2 separate regions of the Rattus norvegicus genome follow, and region 2 is linked to region 1. The links are chromatin contacts, called in public Hi-C maps. All regions are on one chromosome and are shown on one strand. Each heading gives the region's core, a stretch centred on a gene start, on an enhancer-like site or on the middle of the called end of the contact. The rest is flanking DNA. Distances are from core to core; before and after follow the strand shown.

What was found. Hi-C and Micro-C count contacts between places; a contact is called where the count stands out from the background.
Region 2: a Hi-C map of hepatocytes shows a contact between it and region 1, with 2.1 times the contacts expected there. The contact joins the enhancer-like site here to the promoter of Rab3gap2 in region 1. A contact is called at or near these places in 3 of 12 Hi-C or Micro-C datasets (the A7r5 cell line, Schwann cells and hepatocytes) and 1 of 1 datasets of contacts at active chromatin or transcription factors (oligodendrocytes).

Annotation. Positions count from the first base shown.
Region 1 is chr13:99,286,188-99,291,064 of GRCr8, reverse strand. Rab3gap2 (RAB3 GTPase activating non-catalytic protein subunit 2) reads right to left here and starts at 1,953. Exons shown (of 35, transcript NM_001040154.3): 1 at 1,842-1,953. The coding sequence starts at 1,953.
Region 2 is chr13:99,331,701-99,336,577 of GRCr8, reverse strand. Rab3gap2 (RAB3 GTPase activating non-catalytic protein subunit 2) reads right to left here. Exons shown (of 35, transcript NM_001040154.3): 15 at 4,821-4,877; 16 at 4,505-4,587; 17 at 4,154-4,218; 18 at 1,149-1,239. Among named protein-coding and RNA genes, the nearest start is that of Mir664-2, 9.5 kb to the right of the region's middle. Within about 2 kb of position 2,982, at least 34 of the 93 cell types and tissues checked have an H3K27ac peak or open chromatin away from gene starts, as enhancers often do. A contact at or near this core is called in Schwann cells and hepatocytes, where this site is marked.

The sequences.
Region 1 (4,877 bases), core at 704-3,203:
AGCTGGGGACCGAACCCAGGGCCTTGCACTTCCTAGGCAAGCGCTCTGCCACTGAGCCAAATCCCCAACCCCCAGAATTATTGATTTTTAAGTTAAAGTACAATAAGAACCAGTATGGATTATAAGGAGGAGAATGTGAGAAAATACAAATACACACACACACACACACACACACACACACACACACACCCTAAAGTTTACCAGGACTATTGTTGAAAGCTAATTAGAAGAAGCTAAGAGGGGCCCAGAAGTAGGCCCAGGCTGAGACACGGTGGCCTGGACTGGGATGGTGGCCAACAGTACAGAGATGGGATCCTCTTCTCCACATCCCGTTTCTCACCCCACATCAGTTGTCCTTCACAACCTTCTTCACTATCCGCCTTCCGATTCCTCCAACGCCCTACACCCACACTTCTGGCCACTGTGCCACTAAAAACAGTGCTAGGGTCCCAGTCACTGTCATCTTCCCCACACCAGTGGGCGCTTTCTTAGTCCTATCTGACCTCTGTCACATTTTCAAAACTTCTGACCACCCCTTAGCGGGATCATATCCTCTCCTTCAGCTTCCAAAACATTTCCGTCACCTGGCTTCTCTCTGCTACTCTCTTCCACCTTTCCAAGAACCTTTATCAGACTCTCCAACTTTAGTCTCTAAGGTTATATCTTCTGTAGCAAGTTCAAAACACAATATTTAGCAATCCTATAGACTGAAACCACACTTCACACTTTAAATGAATTAACTAATGAATGTCCTGACTCCCGATGCCATAGCAAGTGTTGGATGTCTCTACTGTGCGAGTTTTACCTGCTCACTTGGACAAACCACAAGCATTTCAGATATGGCTGTCTTTCTCTCTCAACACACATGCCTGCTAAGCCATGTAGCATGTTAGGGCACCCTCGTTCACGTGCGATATTACCAGGGAATCACAGGTCCAACAAGACGGAAACTACCAAATTTAAGTGGCATGTAGCAGCAATGACTGGAACAGACTATTCATTCCTAATTTGATATTTTCAGTCATTTTTCAGACAGACCCAAGCTGACCTTGAGTGTGAGGCCGAATCTTCCTAGTGCCCTGCAATAGCTTCTAAATTGTGAAAGGGAGAGGATTTTTATTACTGGGTTTTATATCACCACTTTGCTATAGTACGAAGTAGCAAAGCTAAGGAGCAAAAATGGTTTTCATATTAAAAATAAAAAAAGCAGCACAAGGTACCCTCTTTCAAAAGGAGAAACAAAGGCGCATATAATAAATCCTCAGGTAATATACAGCATCTAATAACCCAGCCTTGGGATTTATACTCCTGAAGAAGGGCTTGTTAACATTCTTTGATGGTAATAACAGGTGCTGTTTCTCACCTCAATAAACGCCAATTAACTTTCTTAGACCATGTGGCTGTAATTTTTAGAACCTACCCTGGCTTCTCTTCACCTCCTAAGAGGTTACTTTTCTTATTTGGGAGTTTACTCACCACCTTAAAAAGCCCTTCACTTGCCAATCGGCCATTTATTCCGTCAATCCGAATGACAGAAGAGTGATGGAAGAGGGTGGGGATGCTAAGCAGAGCAAAGGCCACAGTCCCAGGGATGGAGTGGGATGGGAGTTGGGGACAAGCACAGGGTAGAGGACTGACATTAGGCAGGGACTGGGGCAGGGGATGCGATCCCGGAGCAGGTGGTGGGCAGAGGGAGAAGACGTGAAGCTGGAACTGGGAAGGAGGGGGTGGGGAACGGTGACAGACAGGCGACAGGACGCGAGACGCAGAAAGCTGAGGCTGAGAGAGACGGGACGCCGAGGGGAAGCTTTCGGCCGCGTCCCGGTCGCCTGGACACTTACTGGGGTCCCTTCTCAGGGCTCCGGGGGTCTCCTCCCGCAGCTGAGGGAATAGGAAGTCGCGCGCGGACTGCAGGTCCTGAAAGGAGCAGAACTGGACGATGGAGCAGGCCATGGCTGCAGGGACCCCGCCTCGCCGGGCTCGTGGTCCCTAGCCACGCCCGGCCCACTCTACCCTACGGCTGACAGCACCGAGACCCGAAAGCTTCAGCCACCCGGGGGGCGGGGACGCCAGACCGGAAGCTGTCAGCACTCCCCGCGGGGCGAGGGTGATGCGCATGCGTAGCCCGCCCCGAAGCTGCGCGTGCGCAGGCCGAGCGGGAGCGGAGGGAGGGTGCAGTCCGGGACATGTGACTCGCGGTGCTGTGGCCGAGAGTCAGACGTGGCGCCTGGCTGCTCTCTTAGGTCCTCGCCCTTACGCGAGCTTGTCCAGTCATTCTGGCCTTCCTCCAAAGGTGATCTAATTGGACTTTGCGGGGGCCATCGAGTCACCCAAACAATCTTGTTGGTGCGCTTCTACGGACACGACCTAGATAGTTCACTGAGGAGGCTGTTTAAGCTGAGTGTGGGCAGGTGCCTGCGAAAATATAGGTGCCTTGAGAATTTCGTATATATTTTTTTTAATGTGCACGACTATTCTCAGCATGCAATATACAACTGAACCTCTCCCCCAACCCCAACCACCCCTCCAAAAAGTCTGCCGCGCCATACCTGTAACCCTCCTTCCTACCTCAGAAGTCTGAGGCAGGTGGATTTCAGGCTGTTGAAGCCACTAACGTGGGCTGCAGTGTGTGTGAGACAGTGTCTTAAGTAACAAAGCTCTGGAAAGCAGCTCCATAAGGGGTCGTATTAATTCCTCCTATTAATTGCCAGGGCACTGTGAGAGCCCGATGTATTAGTATGACTTGCGCTGTATTGGATCATGCGTTTTAATCATCCATTTGCTTTTTCATCCGTTGGTTCAACTGCCCAACAAATATCGGTTAGTGTTTTCTGTACCAGCCACACTCTAAGTACAGGGCTTCAGGACAAAAGAGGACACGCCCCCACAGAACTAAAAAGCTAGTGACTACCACAGGCCAAGTGAAGCAATTACTCAGCTAACTAAAATTGAAAGAATGCTAGGGGAGAAAGAACAACACTGATGGCAGAACGTAACCAGGATGGCTGACCGGATACTTTTCCTTACTTTTTCTTTTTTAATCAGGAAATCACCGTTTTTACTCTTGGAGGACTGGGGTTCTGTTTAACCCCTTATATACCTGATCTTTAGGATGGAATCAAGTCGAGTCCTTGATACATATTTGCTGAAGTATATACACATAAATTAACCTGAGTCTTTCAATTGGATTTGAAAGTACATTTCCATACCTTGTCTCATTAGACTGTCACAAATGTCTTCAAAGAGTCTTGATTCTTTGATTGCTTGAGATAAGGACTATATAGCCCAAGTTAGCCTCAAACTTTCAATCCCCCTCAATGTCCAAGCACTGGGATTATATGTGTGTACTACACCATGATGAACTTCAAAAAAAAGTGTTATCCTAATTTTGTAAATGAAAAAAAAATTGCTCTTTCTCTGATGAAGCTCTTGAAGCCCATTTAACCTACTTTCTAATGTAAATAAAAACAAAAAGGCGGGCTGGAGAAATGACTCAGTGGTTAAGAGCACTGGCTGCTCTTCCAGAAGTCCTGAGTTCAAATTCTAGCAACCACAGGGTGGCTCACAACCATCTGATGCCCTCTTCTGGTGTGTCCGAAGACAGCAAACTCATATATAAAATAAAACTTAAAAAAAACAATAGGCAAAACGGATATTGGTTTCAGTGTTTATGCTAAAGCCTGTGGGTATTCATTTCCTAAAGGAAACAGGTGGGATCCAGTTTCTATTAGGCAGAGGATATTACAGGAATAATTTTTTTTCCCTAGAACTGAGGACCGAACCCAGGGCCTTGAGCTTGCTGGGCAAGTGCTCTACCACTGAGCTGAAGCCCCAACCCCAGAAATAATTTTTAGAGTATCAGATGGGGTATGGACCTTTGTTTTCTGTCAGGCCTGTTGAACACTTGGGCCCAACACTGACACAAATGGTAACTGAGTACCCTGACTGTTACTTTTAATTCCTGCTTCTAAACTGGGGCAACTTTTACAAAATGAGATGACTTTTGTATCACATCAGCTCACCCATAAGATATATGTTGGATAGATTTACTGTAAGGTATTTCAAGTATCGGGGACCTATAATTCTATAATCACAACCGTAGAAAAGGCAGCTGGCTTTCAGGGACCATCTTTTAAAAGGGCATTGGGCTGGAGGGATGGCTTAGCCATTAGGATGCAGAGGTTTCTCCAGCATTCCTGTTGTGACTCACAACCATCTGCAATTCCAGTCCTAGGGGATCCCACACCCTATGCTAAGCTCTTTGGAGAAGAGAAAGGTATGTGGTAGACATACATACATGAAGATAAAACGCTCACACACATAGGATAAAAATAAATAAAAATAAATAAATAAATAAAATCTTCCCTTTTTGAAAACCTGCAATGCTTCCTCAGAACATCACTCGGTCCACGTTCTGATATAATCCAGATCTGATAAGGTTGTCTCTAAAATCCAGCAACGGTGCCAAAATAAAATGAAACTTAAATTGAGGTCTGCAGCTTCACCGATGAACACAGAGAATCTGACACTTCATGGAAAAACACAAAGCCATGGCTTGGGAAGCGTTCCCGTTCCTCTTCGGGTAAACGCATTGAGTGAAGTGGCTGTGCTTGGCTGGTTCTGCTGGCTTTTGTTCTGTCTTGGGGCATTCATATATCTCTCTGTGGCACTCGCTGAATCTCATTTCCGCGCTGGCTGAGCCTCAGACTCGAAGTTCTCTGACTTCCTTCCAAGCGGTGTTGAAAAGCTTCATTCATGACTGTTTTGAGGAACTTCAGACACTCTTCACAGGAATAGCAGTAGGCTCAGGCACTGAGCTCTTCCCTGCTTGCAGTTCTGGTTTATGTGGAGTGGAGCGGGAGTGGGAGGGTGGGGTG
Region 2 (4,877 bases), core at 1,733-4,232, 44 kb before region 1:
GGGATTGAAGGCTTGTGCCATGACCCCAGCCCTGTTTGGTTCTTGCATACCGTTAGCTCACTACCCTCATCCTAATGGCTTTCACAATGTCCTGCAACTCTCTCAAAATAACAGCTGCTCATTAAAATTTTCTATTATTAATTATTTTCTTAGCATATCATTTTATTTTTTAATATTTAAAATACTTTTATTAATTATTTAAGAATTTGACATACGCACATAATACATTTTGAGCATATTCACCTCCACTCTTTCCCAACTTCATATCCACATTTTTTTAAATTCTAGAAACTTTATTATCAAAAAATTACAAATAAATAAAAATATCACATAACAAAATTAGCAGACAAAGTATAGGAGGCATTTGGAATAGGAGCTATGGAACGTCACGTTGAACTTTGATATTTTATTAGGACTTTTGAGGAATGGGAGCTTTCTAAGTATGGTATGCCTTTCCCCCTTTAAATAACTCACTGAGTCCAATTTCTGCTTCTCATATACTCATCACGGGTATGAGGCCACCCACGGGAGTGTGTGTGAGCTAATGATTAGGAGCCCACAGACCTAGAGAAAACTGACTTTCCCGCCTCCAGAAGGCATCCGTTGTCAATAGCTCCTCAGGCAGGGGTGGAGCTTACACCCTGTCACCCTCAATGCGGGGACCAGCAACCTTCATGCTGACAGGTTTAGGGCAAGGAGCCACAGTGGTGGGTGCAGCAGCTCTGTCGTAGCCAGACAACTTCCTCTACGTGCCCACCCACCTTTGCTTCCTGCCATCTTTCTGTCCCCCTTTTCCAAATGTTCCCTATGCCTGGGGTGGAGTGGACACAACACAGTCAGCCTCCCTGTGGCTGCTTCTTGTCATTCTGTACTGACATGTTTCCTCACAATAGTGAGGCATGGGCAAAGACTATTCTTAGTGACAGTTAACACACAGAGTCAGTTCAGACGGAAATCAAAAGCATATGTGAGATGGGCAATCTTTAAAGCTCCCAGTATTAAGGGTAGAGGGTAAACACCCGATTATGTGTCCATCTGCCAATTTCCTCTAGCTACCTGTTGGTCATCTCTATATTAATATAACATGATGGTGTCATAAGTCCCATAATGAGATATAGAATCTGAAGGGAAAACTTAATATCTATTACCTTGGTTTTTTAAAGTGTCCATTGAAGTCTGAGTAACATTTCTAAGGCAGGAAAATGACACACGGTCACTGGCCAAAATGCTTTCCAGAGCCTATAAGAAACAGTGAAGGATTCTAGTGATTATGCAGCAATAATTTAGCTTTACACATACACCTGTATCTCTGCTACCCCACACTGCAGCCACACAAATGAGAATTCGAGTCACATTTAAAGTAGTCTGGGACTGAGCCTATGCCCAGACAGAGAGCGAGTAACTACAGGGTGGTTGCTGGGTCACAGAATAGCCACACGACATAACAAGGGCAGTCTGAACTGGCCTCTATCTGGAGTGGTTGCTGGCATGCCGGATATGAAGCTGCTACCTCATTACCATCTGCCGCGATGACCGTGGCAGGCTGCCACGCCCGCCATGCTAGACACAGTCCACACTCTGTCCTCAACAATCACAACCAGTCCAGATGCTTAACCGTCTTCAGTTACAGGCTCTAAAATATCTCGTCACACCTGAGGCAGCGACCAGTCAGGAACAGTTAAAGTTTGTATTTATCCTTTCATATCCTTTTGGATTTTAACTGATGAGACGAGGAGTTTAAAACCCCAAGTCTAAGTTGGCTGTGGTAAGACACAGGACTCCCAGCACTTGGGAGGTAGAGGCAGGATGATCTCTGTGAGTTCCAGGAAGGCAGAGCTACACAGAAAAACCATCTACAAACAGATAAATAAAAGATAACTATCAGTCTCATAACACAATGACGTCTCTATCTGAGAGGTCTAAATGAGCAAATGACTCACACGACTGCCAGTCCTACAATGAGGCAGCTATCGATAGCACAGAAGGAAACTGACAAACAGACCCGCCGCTGTCCTTCCAACAGGGCAGGCCACTGGGTGAGTGCACTCTCTCCCCTCACTGGATTCAGTCTCTCAAGGTCTTCATTCTCTGCCTTTCCTCTGGTGTTATGAGGCAATAGGCCATTGTGACTCTTCTAGCATTTAAAAAAGAAAATCCATCTTTCATGTACGATTCGGTGGTGTGGCAAGGGGAAGGAGGAAGAGAATCTTCCCAGCTCTGCTGGTCTGTGGTGCATGGTGAGGGTAGTGATGGCACGAGAGAGAACACTCAGCGTAAGGCCTTCCCCATGACTTGCTAAACTCTCAGATGTTAGTTACACTGTCGGCACAACGCCATGTTCAATAACTGAGATTTTTGTCCTGAGGAAGAGAAGGCCAATTAGCAGTCAGTGGAATAGAAAATTAGAGTGAAAATCCCAGGCTTTTTTGCTCTGTAATAAAACAATAAAGCACTTTGTTTGTTTCCTTTTTGAGACAGGGTTTCTCTGTGTAGCCCTGGCTGTCTTGGAACTCAGTCTGTAAAACGGGCTGGTCTTGAACTCACAGAGATCTGCCTGCCTCTGCCTCCTGAGTGCTAAGATTAAAGGCGTGCGCCATTACTGCCCAGCTAATAAAGTATTTTTTAAAAATGGCTCCAACAGAAACCACTCCTCACTGGTTTCTCCCACAGACACAGTGACACAATACTATGCACACTGGCCTTTGCCCTTGGTTCCTGGCTCATAGCTCCTGTGGTTTCTAACAATAATTTCCTGAGTGACAGGTGCTAAAGAATGTTTCTCCTGTTGACCCCAGCTCCTGGAAGAAGGGTGCTAAAACCCCTGTGGACACAGAAACTGGGAGAATGTTCCCTTGTAACATTTCGTGTTCCTGATACAGAACTCCTGAGACCTCTGCAGCTTCGTAGCAGAGAACACAAACATCTCCTGTTTTAGTGAGGCAGTTCCTAGTACAGTCACAAGATGGGGCTGGTTACCATGGCAACCAGCCAGGCGCTTAGAGAATTCCAAATTTTAGCCCCATTCCCGGCCTCCAGGGAGGAACACTGAAGGGTAAGCTGACCATTAACAGTCAGTGGTGCGATCATTCCAAGTTCCAAAGCCTCCATAAACTCCTGCAGGAATAGAGGCTTTGGGACTTCAGGGAGCTAAGGCTTTGTAGCATGCCGAGACTCCTGGAGAGACAGGGAGGCTGCACACAGGTCTGCAGAGGCACTGCCCCGTGCACCTAGCTGGCTGTCAGGAGTCTTTAGTATCTGTTTCAACATGTATGTAACAAGAACTTGCCTGAGTCTGTGAGCCACCTACCAAACATAACTCACAGTTGGTCAGAAGCCTAACAGCCTACTGGTGGCGGCTGGCATTTAAAAGTCAGGGGACGTTTCATGGACTGAGTCCTTCAGGTCAGTAAAGTCAAAACTGACCTGAATCTCAACACCGAGCCTGGCGTACTGGGGAGGGTGGGGCTGTGTGCCTGGGTCTCTCCTCAGGACAAGTGAGCTAGGAGAATCGATGCACAACTAACACAGCTGCAAAGCTCAGCCCAGCAATCCCACTGTCAGCTGCACATTCGGTAGAGACCGGCATCGTGTGCTGGGAAACAAGGAAAACCACACACTGTGGTTGACTAAAAAACTGGTTTGACCGCAGGAGAGTGAGCATGAGTTGCAGTGTGCACACTAAAGGGCTACAGCTCAGCTCCACTCAGCATGGGCACTCACAGAAACACTAAAACAAGTCACAGAACACAGCAGACAACATGTCTCCAACTGTAGAAAACTGAGAACACACCAAGACGCTTCTGAGTGTTACACAGAAATGAAGTGTTAGCAAGAAACACAGTTATCAGGGATGGGAGGTGGGCTGGGACGGAGGAGGGGCAGCTGGGCTCTTCAGAGGTCTTGGAAGCTTCCATTTCCTGAGGCAGTAGTCACACACCTGTGCCTATGTTGTTATCACGGTTTCCGCTACTCCGGATTTATGTATGTGTGTGTATAGAACACATGCAGTCACATATACAGTAACATTACTTAAGATTTTTAAAAAAGAGAAACAACAGGTACTCACTCCTACGTGGGACTATGAAAATAAAATGTTTCTCAGGATTGAGTGACATCGGTTTCTCAGCAGGAAAATTCTCTACTACACACTTACTTGTTTCTTGGTTGCAGGATACTTAATGTCAAGAATCAACTCCTTTATTTCCGCTTCAAATGAATCTAAAATGAGGAAATGAGACTGCAATGTTGTTTATCCTAGAAAGGCGTTTCCACGGAAGACAAGCTGTCTGCCTTCTCTGTCATCCTACAGGGGTCACAGCCCCGCAATCCCCACCGCATCATTTTCTTGAGCAGTGAGAACCCCTAGATGCACACGTCCTCCTCCCCAAGCACGGAGAGAAACGCGACCCCCCCTCATCCTGCAAAGGCTGTGTGCGGACAGTGGGGTTCCTGGAGGCACTCACAGTGAGCCGTGCTGTCCCGTGATTTGATTAGCGGCACCTACCCGGCCTAGGGGACTTTGCTCTCAGCAGGGCGGCCAGCTTCTTCACTAAGTGCAGGTCCTTGGCTCTTTCACTCTTCTTGTCACTGAAGTAATAAACACAACTTATTACAGAATGAGGATCTGGGTTCCTTCTAATCCTCACGCAATCCAACTTGTCTCTTGTCTCTTGTTTCCTATTTAACTCTAAAGGAATCATCTAGTGACCAAACAAATCACCAAATGCTAAACAGAAAACGAACAAGGAAACAAAAAAGCCTGAGGTCAAGGACCAGGCAAGCCGTGCACAGGGGAGTCAAGCACACACGGCGGCTCTTACCTCAGTGCTAAGTGGAAAGGCACGTTCACCACCTTCACACTTGCAGACACAGGGTCA